3 separate regions of the Mus musculus genome follow, and all the other regions are linked to region 1. The links are chromatin contacts, called in public promoter capture Hi-C maps. All regions are on one chromosome and are shown on one strand. The core of a region is the stretch at or near the end of the contact, and the rest is flanking DNA. Distances in the headings are between cores, read along the strand shown.

The links. Promoter capture Hi-C pulls out the DNA fragments that hold promoters and counts their contacts.
Region 2: a contact with region 1 is called in a promoter capture Hi-C map of trophoblast stem cells, with 2.1 times the contacts expected there. The contact joins the enhancer-like site here to the promoter of Cryl1 in region 1. A contact is called at or near these places in 9 of 39 promoter capture datasets (the 3T3-L1 cell line, the C10 cell line, HPC-7-derived erythroid cells and 4 more), 1 of 484 Hi-C or Micro-C datasets (centrocytes), 3 of 115 datasets of contacts at active chromatin or transcription factors (embryonic stem cells, extraembryonic endoderm stem cells and microglia) and 3 of 9 other capture datasets (adipose tissue, embryonic stem cells and liver).
Region 3: a contact with region 1 is called in a promoter capture Hi-C map of the HPC-7 cell line. The contact joins the enhancer-like site here to the promoter of Cryl1 in region 1. A contact is called at or near these places in 12 of 39 promoter capture datasets (the 3T3-L1 cell line, the C10 cell line, the HPC-7 cell line and 7 more), 2 of 484 Hi-C or Micro-C datasets (embryonic stem cells and nephron progenitors), 3 of 115 datasets of contacts at active chromatin or transcription factors (bone marrow-derived macrophages, embryonic basal ganglia and memory CD8 T cells) and 3 of 9 other capture datasets (adipose tissue, embryonic stem cells and liver).

What each region holds. Positions count from the first base shown.
Region 1 is chr14:57,396,881-57,400,236 of GRCm38.p6, reverse strand. Cryl1 (crystallin, lambda 1) reads left to right here and starts at 1,754. Exons shown (of 8, transcript NM_030004.3): 1 at 1,754-1,829. The coding sequence starts at 1,789.
Region 2 is chr14:57,545,513-57,549,336 of GRCm38.p6, reverse strand. No RefSeq gene overlaps it. Among named protein-coding and RNA genes, the nearest start is that of Il17d, 23 kb to the right of the region's middle. Within about 2 kb of position 2,441, at least 26 of the 459 cell types and tissues checked have an H3K27ac peak or open chromatin away from gene starts, as enhancers often do. A contact at or near this core is called in trophoblast stem cells, where this site is marked.
Region 3 is chr14:57,618,022-57,621,636 of GRCm38.p6, reverse strand. It overlaps Xpo4 (exportin 4), which reads left to right. Exons shown (of 23, transcript NM_020506.2): 7 at 3,394-3,506. Among named protein-coding and RNA genes, the nearest start is that of Xpo4, 45 kb to the left of the region's middle. Within about 2 kb of position 1,741, at least 25 of the 459 cell types and tissues checked have an H3K27ac peak or open chromatin away from gene starts, as enhancers often do. A contact at or near this core is called in the HPC-7 cell line and bone marrow-derived macrophages, where this site is marked.

The DNA.
Region 1 (3,356 bases), core at 505-3,004:
ACTCAGCAGTATTTTTTAGACACTACTTCTTTTTTATTTATACACCCTCTTAGTTGGTTTAGCTTTAGCTTGTGCAAACATTAATTATTTTGGTTAATATGCCTGGACCATGGTCAGGATCATGCACTGAAAATAAGCATTGCCAAGGCAGATACGGCTTTTGCAGGATTGAAGATGGAGGAGTGTCTAGGCAGACACAAAATAGGATAAGGTGGCATTCATAACCTTAGTCATTTGACCTTCTTCTTCAGAAAGGAAGAGACAGTTTAAAGCTGCCTTAGGTTTGTAAGAAAATATGTCTTAGTTAGAGTTTCTATTACTTCAACAAAACACCATGACCAAAAAGCAAGTTGGGGAGGAAAAGGTTTAGTCTTGCAGTTTGTCACCGAAGGAAGTCAGGTCAGGGACTCAAGCAGGGCAGGAACCCGAAGGCAGGAACTGATGCAGGGGCTATATAGGGAGCTGCCTACTGGCCATCCACAATGGGCCCTCCCCTCTTGATCACTAGTTGAGAAAATGCCTTAAGCTGGATCTCATGGAGGCATCTCCTCAACTGAGCAGCCTTCCTCTCTGATGACTCCAGCTTGTGTCAAGATGACACAAAACCAGTCAGTACACTCTCCCTTGCAGAGAGGGACTGGCCATCAGTGTAATTTGGCCGATCTGATGGGTAAAAGGTGTTTTCCTCGTGCCACTTTTCATCTCATTTAAACGGGGCTCGGCATCTTCAAATGTTTATTGATAATTTGTGGAACTGTTTAAAAACCTGACTGCCTCAGAGGTTTCTCTTTCCGAATCCCTGACAAGGTGGTGGGAATAAGGCAAGTGTCTACTCTCCTGAATCTGTCAGTGTGAGTGTGTTCTGATTTCAGCTTTTCCCAAACTGCTGGCCTCAAAGTGTTTCCACTTCCGATTGTGGGCACAAAACTTGTGTCATGCAGTGTAATGCCTCTCGTTCTCTGGTCTCAGACCCAAGTGTAATCAGGGCACTAGCCTTTTTTTTTTTTTTTTTTTTTTTTGCAACAGGGTCTTGCTGTCTCTGAATGTAGCCTGGCTGGAACTCCCGGTTCAGCCTCCCAGGTTTTGCGAGAGCAGGTGCATTCCATCACGCCCTGCTTGGTTTTTCTTTTTCTTTTCCTAACACATTTGGCACTGCACGCCTCTGGAAGGAGGAAGTAAGGCACACAGAAGCTGTGGTACGCTACAAGGAATTCAAATTCGTCCTTCCGTTTCTCAGAGTAACATATCCGGAGTTTCCATTTGTAGCTTGTCCCTTAAGTATCCGGGCCTCCGTTCACATCAGTGAAGCCAGGCTGCAGGTATCTCACCAGACCTGGATTTCCAGTGTAGAGTAGAATGTAAACAGTGGAACAAAAGTCCTTAAAGTGACAAACTGGTGCTAACGTCTTTAAAGCAACATTTTCTTGAAAGTGTCTCTGGGGTGAACCTTTGCGCCAACCTGGCAGTATCCGCTCATGGTTTAATGGTTTCCTGTTAGAAACTTAAAAATAAAAATTGCTCAGCTCAGAAGTGTCTGGTCTTCCCTGTTTGCATCCACCGTCCCACGCTCCCCGGTGCTAGAGCCCAGTGGCCTTCCTGAAGTCTCTCCCCGAGGGCTCCGCCTCTCCTGCGCCTTGGCCCCTCCCCGGAGCTTGTCAGCCAATGGGATAGTCCTCATGAGGTTTGGGCACGCCCACCCAGGCGCCCAGCCTTATTCTGGCGCGCGACCCGCTCTGCTTTGCTCGCTCCCTCCGCTAACGCAGCTGTACAGCCAGGCCCGGATCTGCCATGGCGTCCCCAGCAGCGGGCGGGGTGGTGATCGTAGGCAGGTAAAGGTCTCAGTGGCGCCGTGCTGCAATGGCTGGCGCCCTGGCAGCGTCCCGAACGCGGGACCTCCCGCGGGCGGCCGTGGGTGCCTCGGGTGGGCATCAGGCTGTACCTCGCTCCTCCAGGCGCTTCGCACTTGGGCTCCGAAGCTAGTCTGGCAGTAGACTAGGTGGTGGCCGTGGCTTAGCCAAGCAGTAAGGAGAGCCTTAAATCGGTGCGGGGTCACTTTTGTCAGCGCAGGCCAGAGGTGCCTGGCATCATTGAATACTAGCAATGAACCTGCGAAAACTGTGTTCTTATGCTTTTGAGACGGAGGTCTTGTGTAGCTCATCCTGGCCTCAAAATTTCTAGGTTAGCTGAGGCTATCCTTGAACTCTTGATCCTCCTGCCAAATACCCCAGCGTGAAAGCAGCTTATTCTTATTAAGAACGCAGACAAGAGTTTTACCAAGATGATAGTAACTAACGGATAACTATTGGCCTGGGTTGGCAAGGAGGCTGGTTCGCATGCACCACTGGGCTAGGCTAAATCTCTCGAGGCAGAAACCTTGTCAGTCAAGGCACCCTGCTTTCCTGTGTGTATGTGTCCCAAGGCAGGAGGCTGAGTCACTTTAACAGCCCAAGTTCATCTGACACACCAATTTCTGTTCTCATGATTCCCCTTTCTCCTTATTGCTTCTTTTTTTAAAAAATAAGAACGCTTAGAATATCTTTCATTGCCTAGCTGTCTGAAAGTCTATCAACGTGTAGCAACACATAATAACTAGTATTGGTTGGTAGCTATTAAAGGAGTGGCTTCATGTCCCTGCTTATAGTTTTGGCTACTTGTTGTTCTGCCTGCAGACCAGTCCCAAGTTCAGGCTTTTTCCTTGAGAGTTCTTTGGAGGGAGGTGTCAGAATGCTGTTGCTATTTTCTCTCTTACAGAACTGCAGAATTAGCTGTACCTTTGTCCTTTCCCGTGGTTGCCTGTGGTTGAATGGTCAAGAAATATCAAAAGTGTGCACTTTGCTCCTGTGGTGAACTGTGCTGCCTCGCCTTCTGTGAGAGCCACTGGTGTCACGGGCTAGGTTTTTGCAGGTCTCCGTTGGGAAGTAGATCTCTGCCTGCACCTGACAGGTGTCATGTGGGATTTTGACTGGATTTTGCATTCGTCTGGCTGTGGGTGGTTCATAGACTCCCAAGGAGAGACTCAACAGTCAGTTATTTCTGAGCTCATGGACAGGGAACTAGAAGGGGGCCGGGACATCTTAAGGAGCACAAGATGACCTGAGCTATTGTTTTCTAATGTGGAAATTCTGTCTTCTGCTTACTCCCTCATCCTTCCCCGTCCTTCTTTCTCATTTGCTTATCCAGCTGTCAGTCAATCATCTATCTATCTATATTATATCTACTACCTATCTTCTACCATCTTATCTCATCTCTATCAACTTTATTTCTGTCCTATCACTGACCGTCTCTATCTTTCAGGGCCCCATGGGTGACTCATGGGAATATCCGTTTTAACTGATGGCGCCCAGAATGTAAATCAA
Region 2 (3,824 bases), core at 1,192-3,691, 150 kb before region 1:
TGGTATCCCAGCACGCGGTACCTCACTCCAGACTGGGAAAGGATGGCAGTGTCAAGCCAAACATCCTAACCAAGCAGCAGAGCTGGGTGTGCTGGAGCCCGGCTGTCACAGCTATTTACGTCCTTCCGTGCTCCAGGAGAGTACACAGGAGCCGAGGAACAACTGTGCAATCCCAGCACTAGGGAGGTTGAGGCAGGAGGATTGTAAGTTTGAGCCCAGCCTGGGTCACATAGGGAGAGTCTCCACACAAAAGCAGGGACGTGTAGGATTTGGAGAGTTCACGAGGGACGTCATGCTGGGGTGGACATGCCCACACTCCGTATGTTCCCACCACAGTGCTTGAGGATGGAGAATGGCATAGCAGTGCTGGGGTCAGCATGGGCATGGTGAAGAGGGCTGAGTGTGGCCACAAAGGGACCTTCTCTGTGGTACTGGGATGTTCTGTCCGTCCTGTCGTAGCAGTTTCACAAATCCCGTGATCACATTACACAGTGCACGTGAATCTGGCTGACTCCAAGTGGCATCTAAGGACAGAGTCAGTGACCTCACACTATAGTTACCCAACATACCACTTCCAAGGCTTTAGGTCTCAGGCCCTCCCTCCATATGCCAAGAAGTGAGTTCTAACTGGACAATGGAAGGATTTCTGGGGCTTAGGTAAAAGCCAGCTTTCCTCAGGAACTCGTGAAACCTGCTTTCCGTCCCCAAAAGGAGCCCCTGCCCCTAGCCACTCATCCTCTGTATAATTCACGCGGTTTGTCCACCCTGAGTTCTCGCTGTCTCAGTACTTCCTGTCTCTTCTCTCTTGCTGTCTGCCTATGCTCCACCGCTTACTAACTCCCTTCCTCTCTCCTGTTTCCCCAGCCCTAGCCATGTCCCGTCTGCTTCCTTTTCTCTGCTCTGGACTTTTCCAGGTGCCCCCTTGATAGATCCTCTCTTACCCACAGTAAAAATGTTTCCCCTGATGGAGCGGCCATGTTGCCAGTTTCTGTACTTGGCCCCTTCACAGGAAACGAGTTAAGGGTTCACAAGATCAGGGGCTGGAGAGCTGGCTTATCGGTTAAGAACATTGACTGCTCTTCCAGAGGCCCTGAGTTCAATTCCCAGCAACCACAGGTGGCTCACAACCATCTGCAATAGGACCTGATGCTCTCTTATGGTGTGTCTGAAGACAGCAACAGTGAACTCATATAAATAAAATAAATAAATCTTTTTTAAAGGGGGGGGGACTACACAAGATCACTCTGGTGGTTTGGTAACTTTTGAGACCTACAATCGTGTCAAAATTGAAGAAAAAGTATCTCACAGTTTCAGAAAAGGATGTCTTTCTTTGACCAAAAGAATGTCAGATGACCAGCACATGTCACATGCCCCCCCCCCCCCCCCAGTCTTCTCCACTGGAGTCTTCTCTTCCCAGGCAGAGGCTGTCCTAGCATCTAGTCCTCGGGCTGACCTGTGCCTGTGGGGGAGGGGAAATATTCCCGGGTGCTGGACCCCTGTAAAGTTTCAGGAATCAAACACTGATAGATTTTTATAAGAAGAACCCACATGAACACTGAGAGGAACTCAGAACGGAGGTCAGTGGGGAGGAGCTGTGGCAGGGGCTCATTATGCATATTCTAGTTCAGCGTGTTACATAAAATATAGTCATCAGAGGAGGGGGCTTCAACTGAGAAAAACGTCTCTAGGCAAGCCTGTGATTGCTGGGGGAGGGCCCAGCCCACTACAGATAGTGCCATCCCTGGGCTGGTGGTCCTAGGTTCTGTAAGAAAGCAAGCTGAGCAAGCCATGAGGAGCAAGCCAATAAGCAGCACCCTTCCATGGCCTCTGCATCAGCTCCTGCCTCCAGGCTCCTACCCTGTTTGTGATCTTCCTGTCCTGACTTCCTTCATCGATGCACAGTGATGGGAAAGGCAAGCCAGACAAACCCTTGCCTCCTCAATTTGCTCTTGGCCATGGTGCTTCATCACAGCAATACTAACCCTAATTAAGACACCACCAGAGAAGATGGGCTGGTTACTATCACTCTATCCAGCCTGTCCTGACAGTCAGAGGAGAGGCTAGGCACGGCTTTCACATTCCCAGACAGCGTCACTTTAAACAAATTTTTACGAGCTATCAGGCACATGTTGTACAATGTTTAAAATGTTCTTTAAACAATAGTCTCTCCCTTATTGTTTCCATGTGAACCAATTTGCCACAAATTCCTTAAGCGAGAAACAGACATTAAGTGACAAATTGTGTGTAGAAATGAAATGTCCAATTTAGGAATTGTGAACAGCTAACAACAGAGAAATCAGAAACCGACTTGTCCTATAAGCTGGGATTTTTTCAAGCTGTGCAGCTACACTAAGAAAAAGAGAGGCCTAGAGATCCAGGTCAGGAAGCCCTCGCTGCCAGGCCCCGCCCCCGGGCCCGCCCCGCCCCGCCCCACCCTTCCCCCTGGTGCAGGCGGTTGAACCTGACCCTCATGTATGCAAGGCCATTGGCTCTATCAGCTGAGCGAGATCCTCAGCCCCGTAACTAAACAAGCTTGTTTAAGAAGCAGCCAACATGCTTCGTGGCTTCTGGACCCTTGATGTTGCTTCAGCACTGGTAAATCTGTGTTCATCTGTGACCTGTTTTTGAACCTCATAAAAACCTGCAGCTGTTTCTGCAGCTCTTAGAACATGTTGGACGCATTCCTGTGGAGGTGCTTTGGCGAGTTTGAGCAGGACCAAGAAGCGTTGTCTCTCTCCACTCACTCTGCCTGCATCACAATAGCAGACAAACACCCAACATCGTGGATGCTCAGAACCAGCTTAGCCTCTCACACTTTTTATGTGGTTTGAACGTCAAGTGTCCCCGATAGGCTCATGTATCTTTTTCAGATGATCAAATTCTAGGCCTGCCTGGGCTACACGAGACCCTGTCTCAAAAAACCATGAAAACAAAAGAAAAAACCCTCTATCATTGTAGAAGGCCCGGCGGTCCTTGTGCCCACAGATAAGCCCTAGGTACTTAGAATGTTAAACATACCGGGTTGTTCCTTCAAAGGAACAGACAGAACCTGCTATCTGCCCAGAAGGCTAGAACAGACGTGGTTAATAGCATGGTAACTTTTGCACTATCCGTGTGACTTAGACCACACCAGACCCTCCCCAGACCCTTACCCTGGGCTGGCTGGCTTCTCTCAGACTACACAGCCCATCTTTATGGGAGGTGTCACGTGTACTTACAAAGAGTTTCAATGTAGTCACGTAGAATCTTTATTTGGTTTAATTTGTGCTTTTACTGTGTACATGCAATTGAGTTGTCACCAGGAAACTTTTCACCAAATTGTACCATGCTTAAATATGCCTAAAATAAAATACTTTGGGGTCAGACTCTCAGACACTGAATCAAGGACAGAACTAACTTCTAGCTTCGTGTGGGTCATTACTCTGCTAGTCGCGGTTGTCTTCCGTGAGCAGCACACCACTAAATTCTCAAAGCGAAGGCAGGCCCCTCCTCCCGCACCCGCGCAGTAAACTGTCCCACGTGAGCTGTCCTAAATGGGTCTCCTGTCAAGATGGACGCCACAGCATCTCCGCCTGCAGCCCTTACAGGAGCTGTCCACGGAGACGCACTGCCTCAGGAGTGATCCAAAGCGGCGACACATTTCCTGCCTCAGCCTACGGCTTTCGTGAACACCACTGCAGGAGCTGTCCCACATGGGCTGTCCACAGTGGCAGCACTTCCTCTCCAGCTTCCCGCCCTACCCAAAGCAGCCCCACAGAGATGGTGCCTCAGAAAACCTGGGAAGGAATTCTCACTCTAACACAAGGGCCCCCATACCTAGTCTA
Region 3 (3,615 bases), core at 492-2,991, 220 kb before region 1:
CAGTAGAATTTACATGCAGTTCTGACTGATTTTCCAAGAGATTAAGATGGTGTTGAACTTGGAAGCCTGGTTGAGTTTTAACACCTCAGTTCTGCCCTGTGCTAGAACTTGGCTGGGAGTGAGTGGGTTTGTGCTTAGTATGGTGACAGGCAGGGCCTGTGCACTGGGACTTTGTCATTTGGTCAAACCTGAAAAAGGGAAGGTTAGATGAGGTTGACACAATTTTCAAAGTGATGCAGACTTATTAAAAAACAGAATGCAGTTATCTTGTTGGTTGCAAATGAATTATATAAAATGTAAATTATATAAATATTTAAATATATAGAAAAGTATTTAAAGTTATCACTCAGAAAAATTTGGAATTTATACAGGTTTTTTGTTGTTGTTGTTAAAGTATATACAAATATTTAAATATATAGAAAAGTATTTAAAGTTATCACTCAGAAAAATTTGGAATTTATACAGGTTTTTTGTTGTTGTTGTTAAAGTAATAGCTATTTACTGTTGTGATTCTTTTGCTTCATGAGATCTGCCTTCTGTGTATTGCATAGAGTGAAAATCACTGATCAGTCGATAGCAGACCACTCTCTTGTTGATGACATGTTTTTAAAAGATAAGAAAATATAGTATCTGGAAACCAGAACATATTTCAGTAAGAACCAAAGCTTTGCAATCTTGTAAAAGAGCAACTACTGTTTATTGAAGCTATTTTTAGTGAACTTTGCTTTAACATTAAGGTAACGTCTTAATTAAAAGTACTTTATTGTTGTAGTTTGAGAGAGAAAGGGAGCATGAGCACCTGCTGTCTTGGCACAGAGCCCAAGGGCCATGGGACTTGTGGGGTCAGAGGACGGAGCTGCAGAATGGCTTTCCTTCTACCTTTAGGCGGGTTTCAGGGATTGAATTCAGGCAGGCAGCAGATGTGCACAGCAAGCACTTTTACTTACCAGATGTTTGTGCCAGCACTCAACTGTTTGTTTGTTGTTGTTTGAGATCAGGATGTCTCTAGCCCTTGCTGTCCTGGAGCTCACTGTGTAGACTTCTGCCTCCCGGGTGATGGTTTACAAGCATGTGCCACCGCACCTGGCTCTGCCGTTTTTAGGACATTGTTGTAAGAGTAGAAAAGTTAGATTTCTAAATTCTGACTAACAATTTTATTTACTTTTTGGGGTTTTTTTTTTTGTTTGTTTGTTTTTTAAACAAAATTAAAAAATTGAACTACCTTCGTTCTTTACATTATTTTGATATGTATGGTCTGTCTCTATATATTTTGATGTCTAGATCTGCATGTATGTGTTCCCCTCACAGTGTCATGTGATCTCTAGACTGACGAGGGCATCACACCATCTCAGATCGTGCACTATTTAAACAATTGAGTATATTTCATTACTGACCTTTCACATAATAAAAATACCTTTAATAAAATGGCGGGGCTGGTGAGATGGCTCAGTGGGTAAGAGCACCCGACTGCTCTTCCGAAGGTCAGGAGTTCAAATCCCAGCAACCACATGGTGGCTCACAACCATCTGTAAGGAGATCTGACGCCCTCTTCTGGAGTGTCTGAAGACAGCTACAGTGTACTTACATATAATAAATAAATAAATCTTTTAAAAAAAAAATAAATAAAATGGCACTAAAACTAAAAAAGATAAATGGCTGCTTTCTGTTTCAAGAGATATAAAGCCTTGATCTCTTTCCCCAGATAATCTGTTCTGAACACTAACGATCCTTTACCTGCTTCAGTGTGAATTTCAAAAGCATATGAAAAACTAGCCAGTAGACTGTTGTTGCAATAAACAGCAGATATCAGCTGTGAGTCCTTCAGTTTGTTTTTCTAAAAGGTAATGAGACTGAGGTCCCCTAGTGCTTTTGAGGAAAGGAACCACTTTCCATTGGTCATTGGCTGGTTTCTCTTTGTCCTGTCCTGGCTTCCTTTCCTTAGGGTTTCATTCTCTGTGTCCACAAGGGGGCGGATAAAGGAAGAGGGAAATACTAAGTGAGCCTGTTCAGGGTTTCACTTCAGTTAGTCAGTTAGGAGTTTGAGAATGACATCAGAAAGAAGCAGTGACTTCTTCTTAGGGCCACTCAGTGCCCTCCGTAGCCCTCTTCACAGACAAGAAGCAGTCTCATAAACAACTGACTTTTAAAGGATGGTTTCCAAAGCAGTGTTACCTACCTTCAGTTTTTTCTGTAAATAATTTCTCTCTACTAAAGAATGAGTTGGGTATAAGGAAATGGCAGCATTTGAATGTATGTCTGATTTCTTTGCGGAGTGTCATCTTAGATTGAGATTTCTCACTGAATGATGTGAATATTGCCTAGTTCAGTCTGCTTCACAAAGAAGTGCAAAGAAGGCATCCTTCTCATTTCTTAAAGGCTTAGTTACTATGGCAGTGCTACTGAGTACATTACACTCATCAACATCTACAGACACATACTTATTATGATGGTTAATTTATTTGCAGCAAATTTATTCAATTGAAGCATATTTGATAGTGAATACCTCAACACCTTATATACTGTTTGAGTCTATGGGAATGTTACTTTCTCAGTGTATTATGTGTTTGGGGGCGGTGTATGCTCATGTATATTAATGTGTGCCTGCTTTTTTTTTTGCAGAATGTCATCTTAGATGCCTGTGTTGAGATTTCTCACTCAATCTCAATATTTTGTATATGTATATGTCTGTGTAGAGGACAGAGGACAGCTTCTGTAGTCATTACTTGGGAGATAGGGTCTCTTTTCACTGGCCTGGAGCACATCAAGTGGGCCAGATGGCTGTCCAGTGAGTCCTGGAAGATCCATGCCTTTCTACCTCCCTTGAGTCTATGGGAATTTTGAATAAAAATGTGTTTTCTGTCAACTGCTTAATTGTTTGTTTTGACTTGGTGTTGGGGTACTGTGATCTCAATTTTTCTGTTTTAGTATGGAGCTTAGTTGCTCTTTCATGTTCTTTTCCTGTGAACATACTTCTTTTGGAAAACTTCTGTTTTTCCCTATAGTCTATATGAAACTCATTTTGTGTATATGATTTTAGCTGTTTAAAATATTGGGTAAAGTAGTGGGGCAAATTTACCAAAATTGATTCTTTAGGCTTAGTTTTTGATGTCTGTTTTTAAAGTCATTTTTCCCCCTTTCTGTTGCTTCTATTAAGATCTCTGGTATGGCACATGTAAGGATTAAACCCGTTACCTAACATTCCTATAGCATTCTTTTTTTCAGCACTTAATGCCTTTTATTCCTTAGCTTCAGGCACGAATTATGTAGCATATGTGAAGAGGCTTAAACTGTTTCCATTGCATTCTTTCTGGCTGGCTGCTGTTATATTTAGGGTATACTTATAGTTTAGACAAAGTAAGAATGTTATTGTTGTTGACCTTGACACTAGATAACTGGGCAGACATTATATAGCTATGTTTGAATCCTCACAAAATGTGCTGTTGAAGCCAACAGAGTCCTGGCGGGAGGCTCTTCTGGACAGCAGAGTTATGGAGCTCTTCTTCACTGTAAGTCCTCGTCTTCAACTCTGGCTAGCTAGGGGCATGGTGAGAGGAAGGGAACGCCTTTGCTTTTCTTAAGCAAAACAGGGCAGGTTTTCCCCATGTGGTTTCTCTT